Regions from separate parts of the Danio rerio genome. Here regions 2 and 3 are each linked to region 1. A link is a contact called in public HiChIP or PLAC-seq and Micro-C data. All regions are on one chromosome and are shown on one strand. Each heading gives the region's core, a stretch centred on a gene start, on an enhancer-like site or on the middle of the called end of the contact. The rest is flanking DNA. Distances are from core to core; before and after follow the strand shown. Region 1 holds the start of mycn (MYCN proto-oncogene, bHLH transcription factor). Region 2 has its middle 25 kb from the start of smek1. Region 3 overlaps LOC137488668 (a long non-coding RNA gene).

Region 1 (5,119 bases), core at 843-3,342:
AGCCATTGAAATGCTTGAAGGAAATTCCGTGAATCACCTTTATGTTTTCACTTGCAAATTTATAACAAGAAAAGTATGCAAATCTGACTCAAGCAAACATAGTCTTCCGCAGACAAATCGAACGCTGAGTGACAGAAGCAGACGTTCACTTTGTGACAAAAGTATTCAGTTTCCCACTCCCCCTCACTTTCACACAGGAAGCTCTTCCTGAGCTGAGCTCTAAAGATTGGGCTCTGGAGGAGCGCTTCAAATCCCAAACCGTCTCTTATGGTCTGTGTATTTCTGTCAAGAGTTCCCACAGCAATCTGTTTTCATAAGAGAAGCAAGTGATGCACAAGTCTTCAAGTCTATATAATAGCGGTGGTCTGGGCTAGATGTCACATGGGGATGTGATCACGGGAGTTTTGTCTCAATAGATAAGATTTTGAGTCAAGGCCGCTTGACTTTGGAGTTGGTTTATAAGCTGGTTTCACTCACTCACTATCCTGATTTATCAGGGGTCAACACAATTAAATGAACCACCAACTACTCTGGCATATGTGTAATGCAGCGGATGGCATTCCAGCTGCAAAGCTGATTTCAAACACAGCTTAAAAAGCGTTAGAATTTAAATTATCTTATTTGAGTAAAGAAAGATTTTTACAAATAATCTTGGGACATTTTGAAGGCTTTTTTTAAACAGCTTGACTTGCAATTGTAAGAGTTTCTCTCACACTACAATTACAATACACAGTATGTGAGTGTGACTAAGTGAACTAGGTGAACTATAATGAGCAGCACTGCAAAAATAACAAGAAAAACCAGGTATTCTGCCCTTTTTATGGTTGCATCTTGTGACATCATGTACTTTCAACATGTGTCTTAGTTATGCAGAACTGTACCCGAATTTGTTTGCTGGCTAAAAACTGTTTGTGTGTGTATTTAAAATAAATGTGACAATCAAGTCACCACATTTTGTTAATATTTATGAGATTAACCAATGTAATTATGACTAATGTATCAGATGAATAAAAATTAAAAACATTTTATATATATTAAAAACAGCTTCAAAATTCCAAAAACTAAATGAGACAACTTCATTTAATTTAAAGGTGCAATAATAATCCAATATTTACCCATTTTTGAGCTATTGTGCTATAGCTTAAAAACTATTATGTAATTTAATTATATTAATATTATTTGAGCATTGTTTTGACTCATGTATAATTTCCAAAGGCCTGAAATCAGTCCACTAAACCAGAGCGTGGCGTCAAAACTCCATGGGTTCAAACACTGAGTAAACAAGAGCATGCTGCGTAACAGTATCTCCTCCTTCATACAGCTCTCTCGTTAGAAGTAAATCAACACTATCTACTGTAAAGTGTTTATATGGAGAGCTTACTGATAAGACGTTTTGAGTGAGCAGCAACACAAAACATACCTCGTTTCCGAATGTAAACAGACTGGCGCATTGCGTGATCGTCCAGTGTCCACGTGGCGGCAGAGTTGAGTCGGTGATGATATGCGGATCGGCCGTTACCTCACTGACCTGAACAATGAGGAGAGATGCTGCTGACTCGCTCTGATTCATTCACAGCACACTTCGTCGTGTTTTACTGTGCTTAACAGCTTTTATATTATGAGCAACACAAAAAAGTAAAAGCATCATACTGACATATTTCAACCATTAAGTTAAAATTCAATTAAAAATTACCCAGGCCTTCCTCAATACCTTATAAGCTCCATTATGCCAAAATATTACCATCTTGTAGTTCTTGTTTTATATTTTGGGGGAAAAAATAGTGATTGGACTGTTTAAAGCCTACTTTTATTGTTTTCTACGCAATCTCTTTTTGCATTTCTTTAAAAAAATTATAATAATATTAGGCCTATTATTATGCGAGCTTTGTAACATGGGGATGACTTAATATGTGTATGTGACATATTCCTTTATTACCAGCAAATTAAACAACTTGGACATCCCAATCTGATGCCCCTTCAAAAACAAAAATCACACATCAAATGCCACACAGATGCAAATACCTCACTTGCGCCCCGCCCACTGGGGGAGGGGTCAACATCTCCTAAACGCGAGCAGCTAGAATAATACTTCACAGCCCGAAACACAGAGGCGCAGAACAGTCTTCAGTCGCCGCGGTAGATGTGCGACTCCAAACGGGAGGCACAGTGACTGCGATAAAGAAGGGACAAGAAAAACAGGAAAAAACAAGAGGTAAGACGCTCAGGTCTTATAGAGTCACTTAAACTATAGCTGGTTTCATTCACGCGTAAGATTATTTACCTGTCTGTGACTGACCTGCATTTGAAAGAGTTTGTGTCTCGTGCTGGTCCAAAGTTTAAGTGAGTTAATGAGCGCTATCACAATAAACAATGTAAAGGACACTTCAAAGACATCTCTGACTTAGTCTTTTTTTTCTTTTGAGTCTACCGTACAACAAAGTAGCTAATATGTAGGCTATATTTTTGCATGTTATCACCAAATGTCTTTGTTAGAATAAAATATACTTTATAATTCTAAAATGATTAGCTATTTAACTAAACGGCAATTGCATTTTAATGCATATGTTTGCATTATTGTTATAGTCACCAATAGCAATCAGCTATTTGTATTTATTAATAAAATATATTATTATTATCATAATTATTACAGATCTGTGCAAGTTGTTATGTTTAAAAAGCTTTTTTAATGCTGTAATAAAAATTAAAAGTTTATCTTATCAAGTTAAAGAACAGTGTCACACTGTGAGACGGCAGGTAAAAAAAAAAAACAGTGAGAGTCATTAATAACAAAAGATGCTGTGCTTGCCTTTTTGCTGGAGGGAAGCTTTCATTTTGCAAGCTTATTCTAACACATCAGTTTGTGTCTTTCACAGGGAGAATGCCAGCTAAAACCATGAGCTCAGATCTGGAGTTTGACTCCTTGCAGCCGTGTTTCTACCCGGACGAGGATGACTTCTACTTCTGCAGACCAGACGCCGCACCGCCTGGTGAGGACATCTGGAAGAAATTCGAGCTGCTGCCCACTCCTCCTCTGTCCCCGAGCCGGGCAGCGCTTCCAGGGGACCCGGGGGAGCTGGGCGCGGTGGCTGGGGATTGCTCGCTGATGGGCTTTGGATTAACCGACCCGTTGGACTGGGCTTCCGAGCTTCTGCTTTTACCGGGAGACGACATTTGGGGGGCGTCGGACGGGGACCTCTTTGGCTCCGTTTTGGATACTACGGACAATTCCATCATCATTCAGGACTGCATGTGGAGCGGCTTCTCGGCGCGAGAGAAACTGGAGCGGGTTGTGAATGAGAAACTCGGCAAAGTCGTTCCTACTCCAACCTGTACTGAAGCCGGTAAAGACACGACAGTCAAAGCGCCCGAAGTGAGCCACTCTATACCGGAGTGTGTGGACCCTACCGTGGTTTTCCCTTATCCAGTCAACAAAAGAAACGGGAGCAGCAGCAGCCAAAGTGTGACACAACTGAGGAGCCAACAATTGCCTCAAGTCAGTGCAGGCGAGACTCCGAGCGACTCTGGTAAGAATCTCCTGACAATTAAAATCATTCACTAATGTCAACGCTTTTCTCATTCTGTATTTACAACTTGGTTTATAATAATCAAATAGATTTAATATCTTATCATAGTCCCTTGTTTTAATAGCCTGATGTTGATGATGATGCTAAACAGTTTGGCATTTTATAGTTTGGCCTAGTTTGTAAGTGGTCATTGGGGTAATTGTTGAAGATCATATGACAGACCCTGAATCGGATTAGTGTGTGACATTCCAGACTGTCGGTCACACACACGCGCCCGCGCGCGCACACACACACACACAGTAGTAGTAGTGGGCGGTGATGGGGAGTTTATGTAATACTTTGTCTGCATACCCAGTAGATGGCGGTAATATTTGATGTTGTCTATTATGCCTAGACATTTGACTGAATGGCTCTTGGTTGAAGATTTAAAGCAGAGAACAGCATCATTGAGCCATATTAGATCAGAAAACATGTCCTTATCTGTCCTCCATTAATCTGGCTTTAAGCATGGAAGCAGAATCTAATTTGGAGATTTATTAAATCACGGGATTAGGTTTATTTTGACACGCAAAGGTGTTTTGATTGTTATTTTTACTCTATCAAATATAAATTTCAGCTTCTAGTGGTGTAAAACCATGGGCTCAGATGTTTGGCGATGTGTGAGCGAGGGCAGATTGCATAAAAGCCAAACCCCTAAATTCTCAGCCCCCAATAAGTCGCTTCCCTTCGAAATGAGGTCTTGTTTCAAATGCAAATCCCAAACGACAATCACACGTGGGTGAGAGAATAAGGGCTGGCACTGGGCACCAGTATGTGATAAAAGAGGCATGCGCGTGCATCTTAGGAGAAAGGCAAACCCCCTCCTTTCCTGCCCAGTGGGCCGAGCTTGGCAAGCCAAGCATCTTCCAGAGAGGTGCAGTGAATGATAATCACAAGAAAAAAAAGACAAGGAAGGGGAAAAAAAGAGACGATGGGTCATCTCTCTTTACAGGGTGACGGCTTTGAACAAGCGGAGCCTTTCCTCCAGCTGTCTGCTTGGCGCCCCTCCAGGGCAGCAGCTTAAGACGCCATCAGATCAGTGTTACTCGGCAAAGCCCGCGAATAATTGGACCACGCGATTACAACACTAGTTTTCCCGCCAGTGCTGTTATCCCTTTTCGCGGCAAACCAGTGGAAAAGGGGAACGCGCTGACTGTCTGTGTTCTGCTGGAGACTAAAGTGCCCCGTTTGGTCTCTCCTTAATGCTGGCAGACAGTTTCCTGTAGGGAGCTTTTGAAGTGAGAGGCTGTGGGCTCCAGTAAATGCCAAACAGTCTTCATGTGTGGCTTAGCTGATAATCACGTCTATTATCTCATAAACATAGCTCTCGGGCGTCACACCGAGGTCGTCTTGCCATCTCAGCTTAACTTGAAATGTGTCACCGGTTGAAAAGACAGTTCGAAAAGTCCAACTTGACAGTAGAACTGCTTTTGTCAGAAAAGATGACATGACGAAACGCTCATGCACTTGCAAACCCCCTAATTAGACTTTGTAAATAGAGGGTGTGAGTTGAAGTAGAAAGTCAGATCTGAGGTGGTCCGGTCTGGGGAGAATCC
Region 2 (5,119 bases), core at 1,557-4,056, 170 kb after region 1:
GTTCTGTTTGTTAAAACCAATGGTTTTTTAAATGGAGAGCAAATGACATTTGTCTCCTTCCTTTTTGGTTGATCCGAAAAATAGTCCAATCTGTGACTCAAAAACCGTAATGTGATCCGAACCATGAGATTTGTGATCCGTTACAGATGTAAATTAATTTCCATTTATATGACACTAATCATACTTTTATACTGGTTGCATGTTTAAAGTTGTATATATGCATTTTCACAAAGCTTATAATTCTGTATTCAGTTGAACTTCCGAAGGCCAGCTGAGAAGTTGACATTATTCTAGTCTTTAATTGAGTCTCAATCAGCTCCCTAAACATAAATTCAACCACTGGTCAAGACAGTAGAAATGTTGGGTCACTAAAGATTGGGATATTTAGTGGTTACATAAAAAAAAATCCTCATTAAATATCACCAAAACTGAAACTTTTTTAAAAAAAAATCACAATTTACACAATTTACACTATAGATAAATAATTAGATTTTCATATGCCAGCAACATTTTAACCATTAATCAATTATAAAAGTTTCTTTTTATAAAAAATTGAATTGTTTTTTTTTGACAAGTTGGTTTGAAGTGGAGAAAAGTTATTTCAAGGGAGGAGCTATGGTTATGGTATTTGATTACAGACAATGAGAATTGCATAGATATGTCATTTTTAACAAGCACTACTATAAATAAAAACAAGAAAGTCAATTTTGAATTCATCCAGACAGGAAAGCAAGTGAGCATCGAAACTCTGATTTTCATGGCGCACAGTGGAAATTTAAAGAGAGCAAACATTTCAATGCACTGGAAGAATTTTACAATTGAGATGGCACTTGAAATTGTTGGCTCCCAGATCTTGAATACTGAACAAGGGAGCTGATTGAGATGCACCATCATTGACTAAACAGCTGATGAATAAGGTGCATGAAAGGAACAACTGAGAATTTAATTCTACAACATTTCTGGAAGACATGTCCTATTCTCACAACAATAATAATGAGCACTCAGCAGCATTAAACAAACACTGATGTTTCAAAAGTGTAAGAGAGCAAAGTCTAGGTGACAACAGTTTTCTGTTATAGGCTTTTAAACATGGGACATATGATATTTTTAACTTAAGGAGTTTTTTTTTTTTAAGTAGGTTTTCTCAGCTTTTTTGATGGCCTATACACAATTTCATCATGAAAATAATCTTTATAAATGTACTTTCATCAGAACTGCCAGAAATAAAAGGCTGAAGCTATAAACAATCTACAAGTCAGAAAGTCTGAGTTGAAATACTTTTCAATTAGTCTAAAACTGTATAGTCGGTTGATGACAACTGCCTCTTTGAAGACACAAAACACTAAAGCCATAGCACTCCTAAAAAATGAAAATGTACTTACTATTTATCCAGCACCAGTGTGTTCCAAAATGACGTAAGTTTCTTTCATCTGTTGAACACAAACAATGTTTTGAAAAATGTTAGTAACAAGTTAATAGTTGTCATTGACTTAAAAAAATAATATTGAATTGTGATAATGTTTCTGAAAAATACAGTTCGTAATGCATAAATGCACCTTGGTGGGCAAAAAAGGACATCTTTTTTATATAATTAATTGAAATCTTTGACAAGTACATTTTCACCCACTTCAAATGTTATCACTCGATTGAATAACCAATATCAGCCGATGGATATGGGCCAGTAGGGGCTTTCGCCACCTACTAGTAGGCTCAGAAGGTTGTTATCCATCCACATGGTTAATTAGCTATACTAATAGAGAAAACTCCAGATCAATATTGCTTTTTTACATTACTGTGATGGTTGGGTTTTAGACATTAATAAAACACAATTAATGGAAAAATCAATAAATAATATAAATAATCCTCTATAACTTCCATCCGCAGCCGTATGTGATCTATAGCTGATTAACTATGTGGAAGATAACAACAGCCTTGAGCCTAGTAGGCGCAGACGGCCCCTACTGCCCCATATCTATCAGCTGATAACGCTCATTTAATCGAGTGATAACATTTGAATCAGCTGGTATTTTCTGAAAAGTTCACTATTTTAATCATTTACAAGAAGAGCAATTCAGATGATGTGCCATAAACACTTAAAGACTTTGTTACTCTACCTGTACAAATACAAAAGTGTGTGCTGTATTATAGGACATATAAAGCATTCTGCATAGTTTACTCAAATGTAACTGGACGTTTTGTAAAATAAATATTCTGTATTGTGATAATACAGAAAACTGGACTGAGAGCTTCAATTCACTTGAATTGCTATGTTGAGCTGCTTTGACACAATTTACATTGTAAAAGCGATCTAGAAATAAAGATTAATTGAATTGAATAAACTTTCTCTACTCTTGCAGAAAAAAGCATAGGCTACTGTATTTACTGCAAAAATGCATCATGATTTCCAGAAGATAGCAACTTACAAGAGATGACATCCCTTTCAGAATCTACATTCACGTCGGCAGCATGCGCAAACCAAACGGACCAAATATATAAACACATGAAGGATGCAACTATCACTGGATGTGGAGTAACGCTTGGGGGACCATGCTAAAGCGAACAAAAGGCTTCAGTGAATAGGCCTATATTCCCCCCTAAAAAAAGATCAATCACTTTTAAGACGTTTATTCAGTAATCAGGCGAACTCAAAATAAAACAAATCCCAATCATGTGAATCAGTCAGTTTCTTTAGCGCCTTAATCTCAACCATATGCTCAAACTTTTGCCCTCTGCTCTCTCTCGGCTACCGGGCACCGTTAGACACAATGACGCATAAACGGAGAGGCGCCCGTGGCTCCTCGCTCCCACCGAAACGGATACGCTGGAGTTTTACACGGTGATTAATCACACAAACAGACACGCTATGCTGAACGCGGCCCCCGATCACCTCCACAGCGGCCGCCGGGCCAAAGGAGGAGCCCCGGCCGACACAGAGGCCACTTTGTGCAGCGAACACAAGCGATTGTCGGTCGGGGCGACAGGGTCCAGTTGTGCACATGAAAGTGCACATTGTGCGGCTGTTTTGACAACCTCGTCGAGAGACGCGGATGATTTCCTGCTCGCCAGACTTTACTGCCTCTAAACGATTCTACAATCTGTCACAAAAGCCGTTCTCGTGGGACAGGGGGAAAAGAGTGGAGGCCGCGCGCCCTCTGTTGGAGGGACTCGAGTAGTGCAGGAAACACTCCGCTCTAAACGTAAAGTTTTTGAAAGCAAGATGTCATGTTTCAAACAGCTGTAATTAGTTACCATATACTAGTATAAAATATTGGCTTTAAATGTGTACAATTTATCTAGAATATAAATAATAGTTCACTTTAGCATAATTTTATAAACCTATTCCATAGAATTTAAATGTAGCCTACATTATAAAACGGGGGCTCAATCCTGCTCCTGAAGATATACCTTTCTGCAGAGTTCAGCTGCAACCTTGATCAAACACACCTGTCTTTAATTACCAAGTGCTCCTTTAGATCCTAATTAGTCGGTTTAGTTGTTTGATTTTTAAAACAAACCAAACCAGTGCGTCATACTTTTATTCTTTTTAAAAATATTTAGCGGTTTGGTTTGTCCAACATAATAACATAACACATAACATGACATAACAACATATAATTACTCACTTTCCTTTGACTTAATCCCTGCATTATCAGGGGTCAGCACAGCAGAATGAACCACCTATTATTTTAGGATGTTTTATGCAGCATATGGCCTTCCAGCCGCAAAATAGTTAGCCTACATATCATTTAAATATTGAAAACCTTTTATATATTTGATCCATTTTAACTCATATTTTTTTCAACGCAAATGCTAAAACCTTGATTGTTTATAAAGATTTTTAGATTAAATTAATGTGTAAAAAAAGTATTTACCGTCACTTTAATGTAATAATGTAGTTTAATGTAAAAAAAATTTAATTTCTTAAACATATTGTGCTTATATTTATGGCTTGAATTAGCTTAGAAAATTGTCATAATTCACATTCTGTACAAGTGATGTGAGAAATATGAAATTCTATTTACTATCCAAATGTTTTCATCATGATTCCAGATATCACACTGTAATAACTTACACCGCTGGTAACCCGTTGCCTCTAAGCCAAGAAAAGTTGACTTTACTTTAAAAAGTGGGTATAAACCCATTGTACCTTGGAACTGTTAAGGTGCATTTTTTTACGTAATTAAGTAAGGTCAAAATCGCTTTTAAAGTAACAGGTTTAGTCCCTAAGTAAAGTCAACCAATCGTTTTAAAACTTAAAGTCAACTAATCACTTTAAAACAACCTGGTTTACTTATTTAAGTCAACTAGTTGCTTTAAAAGTAATGGGTTTCTCACATTTTCAAGTAGTCAGCTAATCTCTTTTAAAGCAACAGGTTTATTCACTTGTTTAAGTCAACTAATAATAATAAAAAATAGGCTTATTTTAAGTAAATCAACTAATCACTTAAAAGCTACAAGTTTACTACCTTTTTTTAAAGTCAACTAATCATCTAAATCTAATCTAATCTAATCATTGTAAAAGCAATGGGTTTACTCTGTCTACTTTTATAGTTAGCTAATTGCTTTTAAAGTTAGCTAATCACTTTTAAAGGTAACCAATTGGTTTTAAAGTTAATTGCCTTTAAAGTTAGCTAATTGCTTTTAAGGCGATGGGTTTATTTCTTATTCTTCACCCTTTTTTCTTTTAAGTCACTAATCAGCAACAGATTTTTTAACTTGAAGTCAATTAATCGTTTTAAAAGCAACAGGTACTAACTTTTTAAGTAAAGTCAACTAATATCTTTTAAAGCAACAGGTTTGCTCACTTTAAGTAGTCAACTAATCGTTTTAAAACCCACAGGCTACTCACCTTTTAAGGTCTAATTATCATTTTAAATACATAGGTTTACTCATTTTAGTCAATTAATCGCTTTAAAAGCAACATTTTTCTTACTTTTTCATGTAAAGTTAACTCATTTATTTTAAAGCAACAGGTTTACACAGGTCACCAGGCATGAACTTAACCAGATAATTGACCTCCTTAGACTTCTTAACTTGCAACAGCACATTAGTTAACTAGATCAGCCAGATTAATCCCTTACTGGTTTTCCTGCTTGTCAGTCTTTTCAGCAAGGACAGT
Region 3 (5,119 bases), core at 903-3,402, 130 kb after region 1:
TTAGAATTGTTTTATATATGTATTACTTATTTAATTCTACTCATAAATTTTGAAATTTTATTACAAAAAAAAAAGTTATTTACTAATTATTTAACTTGTGTGAAATTACTTAATATTGTCATCAATAAGATTTCCGCACTAAAAAGTATAACATAAATTTGTAACTTACATCTTCTTTTTACATTAATTTACATCATAAAACATCTATTTTAGAAAATCGCTCAGAAAAAAAATAAAGTAATACCGATACCATTTCAGTGCATGAGATTAAAGCCCAAATCAGGCTTCACGTGTGAGGTGACGACTTGAATCATGAAGCGCAATTGTAAAGCGCTTCCTCCACTTCCCCCTTTCCTCTTCCCAAGAGTGCAACAAAACATCATTGCAGAGGTCTTAATCCATTCCCTCAGGGGGCTGCTAATTAATTATTTGTTAATGACTTGAGGGAGTTCACAATGACACTCCAGTCGAGACGCTGAGATGTTTGCTGGGTGTAGAGGAAGGGAAGGGGGAGGTTTTTGGCAGACAGATTAACCAGGTTTTGGATTCACTGAACCAGGTGTTTTTTCGGGCCTCGACCAAGAGCTTTTTTGTGTGTGTGATTGCTTTACTAGTTTTTGGAGGCGTGTGACGGTCATTCTTGAAAATGGATCTGCGGCCTCCTAAAGAGTGAAGGTTCAACCTTTTCCTCTCTTGATCCCTGGTTTCTTTCCTGTTCCTCTAATAAAGGGCTGAAGTGTGCGGAGACGTGAAGGGTTTTTTTGGACACCCTGCTGGTTTATGGGCCACCCCTGCCAGACACTTTGACAGGTCAAAATGTTGCACACCAGGGTCAAGAGGAGAACAGGCCTCAGAACTGTGAGTGAATAACACGTGTTTTAAAGAATATAAAGGTTCAGTAGTGACTGACTCCCTCATTACAGAATAGTTGAACTAATGAATGACATTAAAACTTCTGTTATTGATGACATCGATTTTAATAAAACATATATGTCATGGTTTTTCAAAGCAATGTTTTTTTCAAATGCATGTAAAGGTTTATGTGTATTTGTGATCTGTTTTCTTATATTTATAATGTTTCTGACATGTTTTATTTTTTCTATAATTTTGTATAACCTCTGGACAACTGTGTTTCTGTTATTCTTGTATCTCGTATCTTGTGTAAAGAGCTTTGAAAAGTAAGTTTTAAAGGTGCTATATAAAATAAATGATTAGGGTTGTACTAGTTATTTGCTCAGCAGCCCAAACTATTCGACGTAGTCTTCAGAGGTCAGATTTGGTAGCAGTTATTGAAGTGCAGAGAACCGATTCAATGATGGACAATAGAGTCATCCACTAAAGGTGAAAGAAGTTCTGGTACAGTAATTGAATAATCAAATGTGATGTAAAATGTTAAATAACACTGCAGTCTTCATTGTTGATCAACTATAATTCCCAACTCAACATTGTGGATACTCATGATGTGAACTATTGCGAGTGCACACACTGCGATATCGATGCTGAAACGATATATTGTGCAGCCCCAGTTTATACAATATCTTTCATTAAAGTTATTATTTTTGGTGCTTTTTTATTGTAACTTTTGTAATTTTTAACAGCCTTTATTGGACATTTTTAATTATTTAATCCTCTCTTTTTGTTGTACATTAATTTTATGAATTTTACGCCAAGTTTTGATCATTTATTTAACTTTTTAAAATTAATTAGCTTTTATTTTTTATATTTTCAATTGTAGGTTAACTATAGGTATTTTAAACATTAATATCTATAGTTATTATTCTAATTCTTAATAATAGTATATTTTTTCAGTTTTAGTTTCATCATTTTTTTTAGAATCTTAGAACAAAAATTGATACATATTTATTTTATTTACTACAATATTAGTTTTACTTTAAGAATACAGCTGATTTTCAGCCAGTCTCCCAGTATGCAGAAAAGAGAATAGAGATACACTGAAGGCATTAATATCTGGGTTACATAATTCAACCTTCAAGCTGGGGGAGCAGTGTGACCTTGAAACAAAGCATGCAGACACACACACATATGTCTGTGCACAGATTCACCCTCCAGATCCCAGACCGCTGAAGCCCTGCAGACACTGAACAGACTGATTTATTCTGCTTGTAACAATGCAGGTCACTTGACCACACCTCTCTCTCTCTCATCTCAGATGATCATCATTCCTCTACAACTGAGCTCCTCCCTCTTTTTCTGTGACAGTATTTTACTCCTTATCATCACACTGTGCAACTGTTACTGTCCTTCAACAACATTACTAGACTGTGCATTTGTAATGTACAGTCTGGAGGCATATGATTACAATATATGATGCAGTACAGTACAGCAAAGCTAAATCATAAGACAATTCTCTGAGGTGTTTGATCAAAAGATGGACATAGGAGCTAGGTAATTTCTATAATGCTAAAATTCCAATGATCAAGTTAACTAAATGTTAACCTTATAACGATTTTTCTCACCCAAAGGAAAATGTCTTTACTGTAAAAAAAAAAAAAAGCTTGTAGAATTTAAAGCATGAATGATAATTTAATAGAAGCATTTATATATGGAACCAGATCAGTCTCAAAAATAAGACGTTTACAAAATAAAATTTCTACATGCACAGCTTAATTCACATTTACAAAATTCAATTTGTAAGTTCAAAACACAATTCAAATACACACAATTCCAAATCATAAATTTAAGACACGATTCATAAAAACAAAAATACGATTCGTAAATTCTAAACACAGTAAGTAAATACACAAATCCAAATTATAAGCTCAAAACACGATTCATAAATACACAAATCCAAATCATAAATTCAAAACATGATTCATAAAAACAAAAATCCAATTCGTAAATTCTAAACACAGTACGTAAATACACAAATCCAAATTATAAGCTCAAAACACGATTCATAAATACACAAATCCAAATCATAAATTCAAAACACGATTTATAAATACACAAATCCAAATCATAAATTCAAAACACGATTCATAAATACACAAATACAAATTTTAAATTCTAAACGCAGTACGTAAATACACAAATTCAATTTTAGAGCTCAAAATACGAATATATGAAAAAACACGAAATATATGGTGTGCAGCTTTTTGGATTTTGCAATTTGATATGCACAAAATGAGACTCGAAGTGCTTTTTGTGGGATGCTGGCTGTAACTGTAATTTTTCTGTTGAAAATGTACTCTTCTTTTTTTAAAAGAGAATATGATCAACCTTTGATCAAGCCCCTGGATTATGATCAAGCCCCGTCACATTGCAGTAAATTCCACTGCTAGTGTAGTCATAAGAAACTAAATAGCTTTTTGATCGACTACTACAAGCTGGGAAAACGTCAGATAAATATGCCAATGCAATTAACGATATTGTTGAATAGATCTAATATTAACACATTTGCTTGAGGAAGGAATGATGGGGTAGTTAAATTACTATTACTATTTTCCATAACATCTATGCCCTTCCATAACATTAGCTGATGCAAAACTAACAGAGAGCATTATAGCTATTTATTTACTAGCAATCTGTCAACGTTGGGATGTAAAAAACATGGGACAACAAATAGCTTCAAATGATAGAATAAATAGCAAACATTAGAAAATATAGACAAAAAAAAAGGTTTAGCCTATTCAAATCAATGGCCTATCCAGAAATTAAATAAAACTATAAAATCTATTTCACTTTTAATTGTATTTGCATATTGATTAAAGATACTATAGTTATTTAGTGAAGAACAGCAAATGAATCTCTCATTATGTTTTGTTTGATAGCAGAGGTGTAAAAGTAAAAATGCAGAGATCTATAATGAAGCATTCGACTACTTTAGTAACGGTTTGTGCTCATTTAAGACATAATTAGTAGTGTTTAAAATAAAACACGCAGGACGGAGCAAAAAAAGAAAAGAAAAAAATAAGCACTTTTCCGACGGTCCCTTACTGAGAGCTCCGCTCTGTGCGAGGTCTACTGGCTAAACGCAGATTGCGAGAGCTCAAACGGAGCAGTGCTCGTAATGTCGAGCGAAAAAAAAGAAAAAGACAGCTGTGAAACATAACCAGCTTTGTCTTTTTGTAGGAAACACACCTTAGATATTTTTAGGGTAAGAGGTTTTTAAGTTATTGCCGTCAATCGTACTGGTTTTGATTCACCGCAATGTAAATATAGCTGCAGCTATGTGACGTTGCGTGACCCACCTTTGTTTACTGTGCGACCCACTAGTGAGTCGCGACCCACAGTTTGAAAACCCCTGCATTAACGCATGCAATTAATTTGAAACATTTAACGCGTTAAAAAATCAAAGCAATTAACGCAGTTGCAGTTTTTTTTATTCCCTGTTGTGGCCGACATTTGTTCGACATGCAAAGAAATATGGATAAGATCATGGAAGCACTTTTTAAAGGCAAGTTTCAGTATAAAACAATCAATGTCACATTACCAGGCTATCCAGCGTTTTCTCCAGAGTTTTATGCAATTTTGCGTGTTTCATTTTTAACTTTCGACTTTTGTTTTAAAGGAATTTGATACCGCATGGTGAACGGAAAGAAAAACCTCCACATTTCATGACTAGGTGGTCTTTTAAAATATTCAAAAATGACTACTTGCATGGTAGACTCTTAATAAGAGTATTATCTTAAACATATTAAAATCGGAGAATTGGTGTCCATGGAAATGTACTCAGAAAGTGCCAGATGAAGTTGCGAGTTCTCAAAGACAGCGCATTCCTCTGCCTTTCAGCATGCGCCCTCCATTGTATTATTAGGTTTGACGTGTTGACGTGTTTCCCCCTTGTGTGTATGTGTGTGTGTGTATGTGTGTGTGTGTGTGTGTGTGTGTGTGTGTGTGTGTGTGGTGGGGGGGGGGAGGGGGGCACTCGCGCGTTTCTTCACAACAAACCTGCCTAAACATCATTGTCCGTAGCCACTAAATCAAAAAGTTAAGAACTGCCATGAGATTGCGTTGCACTCTCAGCTCACATCCTTCAAAAGAAAAGGTCCACATTGTCCCCGGATAATGTCAACAGACTGGACGGTTTTAGCAACTGGCTAAATGTAAAGGAGGGCTAAGCAAAATTGTTTCTACTTTATAATTAATGTTCTCAACT

Evidence for each region. Hi-C and Micro-C count contacts between places; a contact is called where the count stands out from the background. HiChIP or PLAC-seq counts read pairs in DNA pulled down with a chosen protein or histone mark.
Region 2: a Micro-C map of caudal fin shows a contact between it and region 1, with 14 times the contacts expected there. The contact joins the enhancer-like site here to the promoter of mycn in region 1. A contact is called at or near these places in 4 of 18 Hi-C or Micro-C datasets (caudal fin, embryo and hematopoietic stem cells) and 3 of 4 datasets of contacts at active chromatin or transcription factors (caudal fin, embryo and gastrula embryo).
Region 3: an H3K4me3 HiChIP or PLAC-seq map of gastrula embryo shows a contact between it and region 1, with 5 times the contacts expected there. The contact joins the enhancer-like site here to the promoter of mycn in region 1. A contact is called at or near these places in 6 of 18 Hi-C or Micro-C datasets (caudal fin, embryo and an unstated tissue) and 3 of 4 datasets of contacts at active chromatin or transcription factors (caudal fin, embryo and gastrula embryo).

Annotation. Positions count from the first base shown.
Region 1 is chr20:36,159,463-36,164,581 of GRCz12tu, forward strand. It overlaps mycn (MYCN proto-oncogene, bHLH transcription factor), which reads left to right and starts at 2,093. Exons shown (of 3, transcript NM_212614.2): 1 at 2,093-2,212; 2 at 2,874-3,524. The coding sequence starts at 2,879. It overlaps LOC141379355 (a long non-coding RNA gene), which reads right to left. Exons shown (of 3, transcript XR_012395904.1): 2 at 1,421-1,528.
Region 2 is chr20:36,327,320-36,332,438 of GRCz12tu, forward strand. No RefSeq gene overlaps it. Among named protein-coding and RNA genes, the nearest start is that of smek1, 25 kb to the right of the region's middle. Within about 2 kb of position 2,807, at least 37 of the 62 cell types and tissues checked have an H3K27ac peak or open chromatin away from gene starts, as enhancers often do. A contact at or near this core is called in caudal fin and gastrula embryo, where this site is marked.
Region 3 is chr20:36,287,724-36,292,842 of GRCz12tu, forward strand. All of the region lies in intron 1 of LOC137488668 (a long non-coding RNA gene), which reads right to left. Among named protein-coding and RNA genes, the nearest start is that of smek1, 65 kb to the right of the region's middle. Within about 2 kb of position 2,153, at least 7 of the 62 cell types and tissues checked have an H3K27ac peak or open chromatin away from gene starts, as enhancers often do.